Regions from separate parts of the Anser cygnoides genome. Here regions 2 and 3 are each linked to region 1. A link is a contact called in public Hi-C data. All regions are on one chromosome and are shown on one strand. Each heading gives the region's core, a stretch centred on a gene start, on an enhancer-like site or on the middle of the called end of the contact. The rest is flanking DNA. Distances are from core to core; before and after follow the strand shown.

Region 1 (2,939 bases), core at 131-2,630:
GGAGCGTGTCTTCCACCCAGCTGCTCACTACAGACAGCTGCAGCAAAATGTATCAACCTTCTTCATGCTTTAAAGAAGAGTCCAAGCCGTGGTTATCTCAAAGGGCTTTGGAAATGTTCGGTAGCAATCATTTTTTCCCAGCTCCTTTCTATATCTTTAACTTGGATCCTATCTTGTGTTTCCTTCATTGCTCAGACCAGGATCGGTGTCTCATGCTTGGACTTCGCTTCTCTCACACAGGAGCACTCGTGCTGCCCTCAGCAGTCTAAATTGTATTATGATAAGGCCAAGGGAGTTTTTACTTCAATTTGGGGGAAAAAAAAAAGTCTGGGAAAGAATGTAAATTGTAAACATTGAATTCCTATAATCAGCAACAACGTAAGTGCCAGACTATACTAAGCATACACATGGATTTAATTTTCATAGTTTTCATGGATCTCGGCTTGCAGATGATCGTGAAATAACTGGATAGCTTATTTAATGCGTTTTGGAGTAGGGGAATTTACAGCAGTAGCATTCCTATGGATGTCATCCAGAGTATGTTCTGCAATTGCTGTGCCCTCCAATTCAGTGTTTCAGTGGGTTTTGCTTAAAAAAAAAAAATGCATAAAATGCTCTCGTGTATGTACATATATATCTATCAGGTGAGCCATCTCATCAAAACGCTCAGCCTGATTGAGTGTAGCCTCTGTGACAGTGACTACTGTGTGTCTGGGTGCTTGAAGGCGTCCAAGTCTGTCTGTATGCACACAGTGTCCAGGAGGATGGACACGAATCCGAGCGGCAGCCTCTAGGTGCTGCTGTAACACAAACACAGAGAATGGGACCTGGATTTTCAAACGTTGCTTCTAATTTTGGGCTGCCAGCTTTAGCCACCCTGGCTCAGTTTTAAAGGCTTCGTAACTCCTGTTGACTTTAATTACATGTGCCAGACAAGCAGGCCTGCAAAGTGCCCGTGTTGTCAAACTTGCTGCAGAACAACCAAAGCAAAATAAAATCAAATGAGTAGCTTTGGGGAGGCTTTTAATTAAAACGTGAAATGATAGCTCTTGTCTTCGGAGAATAAGCGAGAGAAAGACTTCTATTTTGGTTGCTACCAAGCGTACAGACTACCAATTTGTTGTCCCAGTACCTTCCCTGTTTGCAGGAAGCTCTGCTCTCTGCAGAAGATCTTTGGGCTGAAGCCCTGGGCAGGGCTCTTCTGGCTCTCCTCCTCTTACCGCTGCCCTTTGTGCAGGGCATCGAGGTGGGACAGGGTGACCGCTGTTGGAAGGGGTGGTTTGGTTTCTGCTCCCAGGAGCGCTGCCGCACCAGGCTCGCCTCCGTTTCAGCCTGTTGCAGCGAAGCTCTGAGCTCGTCTGCTTGCTCAGATGAGCCCGTCTCTCCTCCCTGCAGCCTGGTTTGGGAAAGGGAAGCCGCTGTGCAGATCAATATTGCCTCGCGTCTTTATGTGGCTCAGAATTTGGAAGAGTTCAGTGGGCGTTCAGGACTTCATGCCATCCCCAAAGAATTTCCATTTTTCCAATAAGAGTCAGTTGTCATCGAGCATTTATTTTAAAGGTTTCGAAAATCCTTTCAGTCCCAAACCTCAATGGGGCACCTGACTTGTACCATTTACCATGACTTCTGTCTGTCAGCTTTGAGATGTTCCTATTGACCTAGAGAAAAAGAAGTCTAGATCGTTTAACTTGCCTGTGGGGAGCTGGGGGAAGAAATTACAGCTCTCATTCCTTGGGACAAAACATGATGTCCTTGCTTTTCTGAATCTCCTCTGTACAGGGTCACCACCAGTAGAAACCTGTAGTGGTGTCCTTGTAGCCTGACTTCAGTACTTGCTTTCACAAAGCTCTCAATGGACAGGAAAAAGAACATGGTGAAAAGTACCACTAAAGGGAACATTTCCATTAATTAAATAAATGATCTGGAAGAAAACTAGGACCTTGTATTGAATTAGCAGAGACATTTAGGGTTGGTGCTGGTTTTTTTTCTCCGCTCTGTGCTGTACGAGCAGCAGGTGATGCAAAATGGTGCTTGGAACTCGTTGAACATTCGTGGCTCTGCCCACTAGCTGACTTTGCTGTACTTGGATCACAAATCCGGATCTGCATGTTCCGTTTGCCCACGTTTCAAGTGCATTTGGAGTGGTGGCACGGAGATCGGGGCGGAGAAACCAGCTGCGTTAGAGCTGAAATGCGATTTCCTGGCGATGTTCTCTAAACAACCCAAAACATCTCAGGCTGAAGTGTTCCCCTTGTTGACTCCAGGTCCAGGCAGCTTGTGTTGTTCATTGGGGCCCATTGCTTTCCACAGCAGTAACGTCATTACCACTAACGACCTTTCATGCTGTACTTTTTTTTTTTTTTTTTTTCCTTGCACCACTCCAATGTCAAAGGAATTTCTCTGAAACAATGCATAGGACATTGCAACATTGATGGGGGGGGGTCAGTAAGTTCACGTTGAAGATCAGAAACGGGGACAAAGGGTAAGTGACTTGTCTATGTTTCCTCAGGAAGCTGAAGACAAAGATTAGAGTAAGATCCCAGATCTTCAGTTCCCAGGCTGTAACCACAAAATTATCATGGGACTCGCTAAAAAAAAAGTGCTTCTGTAGTAAATCCAAAAATGTTATCCACATTTCTTAATCCCTACAGATGAAAACACGCTGTACTACACAAAAACGAAACAGGAGTGAGGTGACACCACCCCCATTTCTATTCTGGTCTTCGTTTTATTTAGCTGTGTTACTTCAATTTACCTACCTTTTCCAAGGAGCTTTCACGACCTATACCTCGGCTGTTGATTTAAAACTAGTGTTTACTAAGGTAGGTAAACATGCGTAGGGCAAAGTAGATCTCCAGAGTGCAGATTTTAGTCGGAGCACACACATTTCTCTTTCTGGCTGCTCGGTGACTTGCGCTTCTGCTGTGCAAAGGCGTGTT
Region 2 (2,939 bases), core at 295-2,794, 400 kb after region 1:
AAGTGCCAAGAAAAAATTAGTCTGAAAGGCTAATTTGATATAATTCCTATTGAAGATGGTCTTTGATACCACTGCTCAGATACGGAAAATAATTCGGAGTCTGCAAGAGAAGCCACAGACTTTTGACTGCAGATACCTATCTATCTCCTGCTATTTCTTTTGCTTTTTCTTTCCCTGGTTGGAACATTTTTTTCTTCTTAAGAAATGGACAAGTAATAATAGAATGAAGCACACGGCACTGAAATTAGAGCTCTCTATCAGCTTCTTATGTCATGAGGTGAACTTTACTATAACTCCTCTGACTATCTGGACTTACAAAAAGGAGAGAGGGAACTAATGAGTACAGTAGGAAGAATGGCAGTAAAAATAGACTCGATTTCAACATTTACTGTGAAGCACATCAGGGTTTGAAATTTGCTATATTTTGGCCAGACTCGTATGAGGTGCTTCTGTTAAAAAATGCCCAGCTGAATTCTGGTCTGAAAGAATTCAGACACTGATTTGCATTATAGGTAGCAATTCACGTGATTCAGTAACAGGAAATGTTAGTATTCGGATGTCATAAACACATGCCAAGTGAGAAAAGTTGGTTTTGAACAGCTAAATCACTTATTGTTGTTTCAGTTAAATATTTTTTTTTTTCCAAAGAGGCTTTAGGAAAGTAATCATAAAGAAAGAAAAGTATACATCTAGGAATTGACCTAACACATAAGAAATATGGTACCCTTTAATCAAGCTACTTAATATATTTTTGAAACACATGTATCTTGAGGATGTGTTATTCAGGTTTTAGCTCCTGCTTTTATCGATGTTCCAGGTCCCATAGCTGACATCCTGAACTGGATGTCAGGGTTACATTGGATAAGCAATATCTGCCACCTGCTGGAAGGATGTTTTCTAGCACTGACGAGGCTGGCACGATTTGGTCAGGTGGCCAAAGGTAGGAAAACTGAACGAATAGGATTCTGGAAGAATCTGAGAAATTGAAACTTAATCTGTGGCACAACAGAGACCTTTAGATGTTATTTACCAGAGGGTAAATGAGCCACAGAAGAGAAACGATTTACAGCGCAATCCATGGAAGAGGACTGGAGACTCGGTCTAAGCCCTGGCCCATTGCTCTGTGCAGGATCCCACACTGCACTCATTTTAGCTCATAAACCCCACTAAAAACACGTTTGTATTCATAGCATTTTGACAGAACAATCCTCCTCTATCCATTCCGCAAGTATTTGCCAGAAATAGTGTTAACAGCATACACCAATACTGCACATTCAAAGAGAAAAGGGCCTCAGTCTTCTCTCCCTTTTTTACATAAGAAATAAGGCATTTAATTTAACCTTGGTGATAAAACTTTTAAAAAAGGGAATCAAGTCCAACGTTCCTGTCACATTATTAATAATACAGATGGCTGCTGTTACACACATCTATATTGCACATAGATAGACTTTTGCATTAAATTTCTCGGGGATTTTGACAGAACAGCATTGTTTGGCTGTGCTTCGTAGTGCATTTGAAACTGTTCCAGTTAGACCTCGAATTCATATTTCCATGATGTGAATGGATGGAGAGAAAGGGTATAACCACCTCCGAGCTAAAAGAGATAGCACATTGCCTTTGCTGCTCTTCGGTGAGCAGTGGTGTACTACCTGGCTAATACACGAGTGGGTTGCAGTTGAACTGGTGGCACTGACTGCTAGGACAATTACCCAAAATTTCCCAACCCACAGGCTTGTTATCAGTTGCATACACTTTTGCTACGCACTAATTGTTCAGTCTGGAATTTTCCATGCTGGATGTTTGCCTCGGGACAATCTTCTGGAAAACTTCAGTGAAAAGCTTTCAGCTGTTTCTGAAAACACAACTGAGGAAAAAAAAAATACATTGTTTTGACCACGTTAAAAAATTCTGGCAGGCTTTTCTCTGAATAGCTGCAGTGCAGTCATCCTTTGGTACAGGGACTTCCTGTTTGCAAGCTGGGTGGCCTATTTATTGGAGATTAACTTCCTGCTATCCTCATGAAATTTTACCAAAATTTGGCCACATTATAAAACTTGGAGCCTGTGCATAGCAGATGTTTTCAGTAGAGACCCCAGTTTTGAATTAAACTCTCCAAGACCCCATCCACCCCAGCAGGCTCCAGTCTTCGGCTGCCCCCCGGACTTTCCCCACGTTACTGTTTCTGAGCTGTTGCTGGATGAAGTCTGGGCATGCGATCTGAAAGCAAGGCTGTACCCCTGTAGTCCCTCAGTCAGTCTTGTAGTCTCTCAGCAGTCAGCATTGGGTCTCGGTGGTGATGGGAGAGAGAAAGCGGAGCTGCTCAGGCCGTGGTATGGGTGGCAAGGCATGGCATGGCATGGCAGCTGCAGCATGAGAAAGGAAAGCTGGAAAAGCTGCCAAGGTGCAATATTCATGGAAGATAAAAGGCTGAAGTGGGCAGATTCAAGATCTAGTTTGAGAGAGGATTCAGATAAGGGTCTGGAGGAGTCTGAGATTGAACAACATGTTGTCAGGAAGGGGGTATGAAAAAGAGATGGTTTTAATTAATGGTCAGATATGGTGGAAATAGTGAGAAATGTCTAGGAGAAGATGCGTGGACTAGAAGCTGAGATTGCATGAAGAATCTAAAGGAAGAGATTGGAAATCATTGTGAATGGGGAAGCTGAGGAATAAAGACTAGATGGGGAGCTAGGAGAGAAGAAATAGAGATTAGCGCTGGCTTGAGAAATCTGTCAGACTGAATTTTCCCAGCCATCATTTATTTCAAGATTCCTTGAGCAATATGGAATGCACATCTCAGTGGACTATGTATGAGGCATGGGCAGAAGGCTAGGTATCTTCACATTACTTGAACACGTTATCTTTTCTTCCCGTTTCATTCACCGATCTGCTCTTGTGATGCATTTACTTCTAGTGTAGTAAAGGAAACTTTGTTGTTT
Region 3 (2,939 bases), core at 147-2,646, 300 kb after region 1:
CTGCAGGCAGTCTGCAAAGGGAAAGCCAAAAGGGCAGATTCTGTCACGATACCCTCAAGAGCACGGTGAAGACAATGTGTTGGGTTTGGCCTCTGGGACACTGCAGGGGCATTCTTACTGTGCAGCCACAGCAAAGACGGGTCAGGGTGGGGACGTGGCTTTGGGGTAGGGTGGCAAGAACTTGAGCTGATGGGTGGGACACAGCATGGGTTGGAGGGAAGCCGTACAAGCAAGGAATCAGAGCAGTGTTTCTTTTTAGGACTGTCACAAGTGCAGCGGGGGGTGAGTTCTTTTGAAAAGTGCCTTCCACTAAAGTGCTGATGAAGTATTTCAGAAGCAAGCTAAGCAAAACCAAACTAACTAGCACTGGGAAATAGGAGATCCTTATGGACTGCCCACATTCTTATTTCACCCAGCACTTTAGCACCCAGATATCTGATATTTTCTCAGTATGGATGGTCCATTGGAGGTGGAGGGAGACATAGGTGGAGAGCTCAGCCTGGTGGCCAGGAATCCCCTGTTCACCTCTGCTCCATTCTCTCCTGCGTGGCCACGGGCAACTGGTTGACCTGAATTCCTGTCTGCCTTAATGGGGGACACCTCCCAGTTGAGTTATCAGGCTCAAGTCATGTAGAATTTGTAGAAATGCAAACTGTCTTTATTTCGTGTTTATAGGATGGCAGGAACCTTCACTGTTACGTGACTAATATGGATGGCTCCATGTCTGTGGGTTGCCTGAAAGGTGGATCCGTTGTTGACCAGCAGCAGCACTTATAGGAGATTTGCATCTTGAGAAGAGTTGAGCTTTAAGTGAATCATAATTTACCCTTGTTACCCTTGGTATAACACAGAGTTGTGTGCTGCTACTTAAATATCTTTAAGTAAAAGTTTTGGTGCAGTAGATTCGGCTTAAAACATAGCGAGTTGCTGTGAGGGTATGGCATGAAAGGGAAAGTCAGGGGCTTTCCCACCAGCCCAGTGCTGTCTATAGGAGGCGGCTCAGGAGAGGAGAACCTCTTGCTCTAGCACAGCCAGGTACAGAAAGAGGTCTCCTTATATCACACCTTTTCCTGGGCTTTTCTGGAGCCCTCTCAGCTTTTGCCACTAGCCTCATGCTGACATCCTGAGGGATGCGGAGGAGGGGAGCCTGCTCTCCTGAGCATCCCCAACGCTGGCTGGGGAGAGCAGTGGGCCCTTCCCCTGGGTTTCACTGGGAACTGCAGCATTGCAGTGCCCAGCTTCCAGGTTGGAGACCTAGGGCACAGCTTGGGCTGCAAAGGGGATTTGGGGCAATGAGCCGGGCTGTCAAGGTCCTGGTTGGCTCCCTGGCATGCCTTGTGCTGTGAGATGTTTCTGTTCTTCACGCAAAGGCTCTTATTAGCAATGGAGGAATCAGTCTTCATTCATAGGTGGGAATAGACACCTGGAAGAGGCCAGGAGGCTGCAAAACACTTCTGAGCATCTTCAAGGTAAAAAATACTGAGGCAGTGAGTGTTACGTGCTGGTAACAGAGCAGAGAGGGAACACAAAACCAAGCGGATGGGACAAGTGCACTGTAGTCAGCTGAAAGTGTGTGAGGAAATAGCTGCATTATTATTAAAAGACAGATGCACTGGGGAGTCCAAAGCCTAAAAGTCCCTTCATTATCAACCTAAAGGCTCCAACGAGCTGTGGCTAAAATATGAGATATCAGCCCAACAGGTCTGTTTATACAGACTTCTCCAAACAGATCTCCTGTCAGAGCTTTTGCTCCTGCAAAATCTTTCTTTTCTCTTGTGTTTTGATTTCTTTCATCTTAAAGGACATTCTGCCATTTCCCAATCTGTAAATAAAACTCGCTCTGATAAAGGTCGCCAGCTCAGTCTCCGGGAAGAACTGCCCTGCAATGAAAGGCAAAGCCAATTCGGGACTTGCCAGCGCTGCCCTTTGAAGCCTCTGCTGCCAAGGTATAATGAACATTGTCCAGCTCCTGGCACCTGCTAAACCTGCAGGAACAGCAGATCTTCCCCGTGCAATTTTTCTGTGCAGCAAAATCAGGATTTCTGGAGCTTTATAATGGGTCAGGAGAGTGCCATGGTGGGCAGAGTCGAAGTGCACCAGGAAAACATCCCTAGTGGATTTGGTGGTGCGTGTTTTGCTTGCCATGCATGCTGCGTGTGTGTATGCTGGAGTGCAGCGATCCCCTGCCAAAAGCCAGCTCCTTTGGCAACTCCTGCCTGAATTCCACGGGAAAATATTTGGCAAATCACACGCTGACATGTTTATCTTGTTAGCTGTCAGGATGAGTAAGTGTGCAAGCTGAATGCTATCATTCAGCTTGAATGGAGAAATAGCTACTGCTCATGAAATCTGACACAATAAACATATTTTCAAACATGGCTTTTGTCAGATGGGTATTTATCCTGTGTTCAGCCCCTGTCATAAGTGACCCTAAATGGACCTGTGCTCACTGGCAGCCCCAAGACCCAGCTTAGGGCTCGCTTGGTGACACTGTGCAATCCCGGGACAACAAAGCGACCCTGTTGCTTGCTTATAAATGACGGATTGAGTTAGCTCCTGCCCCGGCAGATATACATTTACATGTCTTCTAGCATCTAATTACACAGAAGCATCCCACAGAAAGCTCATATTTGGGCTTTTAATGCTAATCCAATAAAAAAAGCAATGCAGCCATTTCAAGATAATTATGGCATCAGCAACCCCCTGCCTGCTTGCAGGCAGGCATTCATGGGAACCCCTCGTGGGTGTTCAAGCAGTGTGAGAAAATAGCGAGCGCATTGAATCCCATTTCTGGGGCACAACCATTTCAGTGTGTTAGAGTACCTCAGAGCTAAGAAATCTCTGAAACATCAACATTTGGTTTCCTGCTTGATCTGAGCTGGCCTCGCCTGAGGCAGGGTGTGATACCATACTGCTCCGTTGTTTTCCAGAATTAAGAA

The links. Hi-C and Micro-C count contacts between places; a contact is called where the count stands out from the background.
Region 2: a Hi-C map of fetal liver shows a contact between it and region 1, with 2.8 times the contacts expected there. The contact joins two enhancer-like sites. A contact is called at or near these places in 4 of 7 Hi-C or Micro-C datasets (fetal liver, granulosa cells and liver).
Region 3: a Hi-C map of liver shows a contact between it and region 1, with 2.4 times the contacts expected there. The contact joins two enhancer-like sites. A contact is called at or near these places in 2 of 7 Hi-C or Micro-C datasets (both in liver).

What each region holds. Positions count from the first base shown.
Region 1 is chr2:139,796,166-139,799,104 of Taihu_goose_T2T_genome, forward strand. No RefSeq gene overlaps it. Among named protein-coding and RNA genes, the nearest start is that of PTDSS1, 33 kb to the left of the region's middle. Within about 2 kb of position 1,381, at least 2 of the 3 cell types and tissues checked have open chromatin away from gene starts, as enhancers often do. A contact at or near this core is called in fetal liver and liver, where this site is marked.
Region 2 is chr2:140,194,482-140,197,420 of Taihu_goose_T2T_genome, forward strand. No RefSeq gene overlaps it. Among named protein-coding and RNA genes, the nearest start is that of MTDH, 15 kb to the right of the region's middle. Within about 2 kb of position 1,545, at least 2 of the 3 cell types and tissues checked have open chromatin away from gene starts, as enhancers often do. A contact at or near this core is called in fetal liver and liver, where this site is marked.
Region 3 is chr2:140,095,560-140,098,498 of Taihu_goose_T2T_genome, forward strand. The region is part of intron 7 of CPQ (carboxypeptidase Q); the gene reads left to right. Among named protein-coding and RNA genes, the nearest start is that of MTDH, 110 kb to the right of the region's middle. Within about 2 kb of position 1,397, at least 2 of the 3 cell types and tissues checked have open chromatin away from gene starts, as enhancers often do. A contact at or near this core is called in liver, where this site is marked.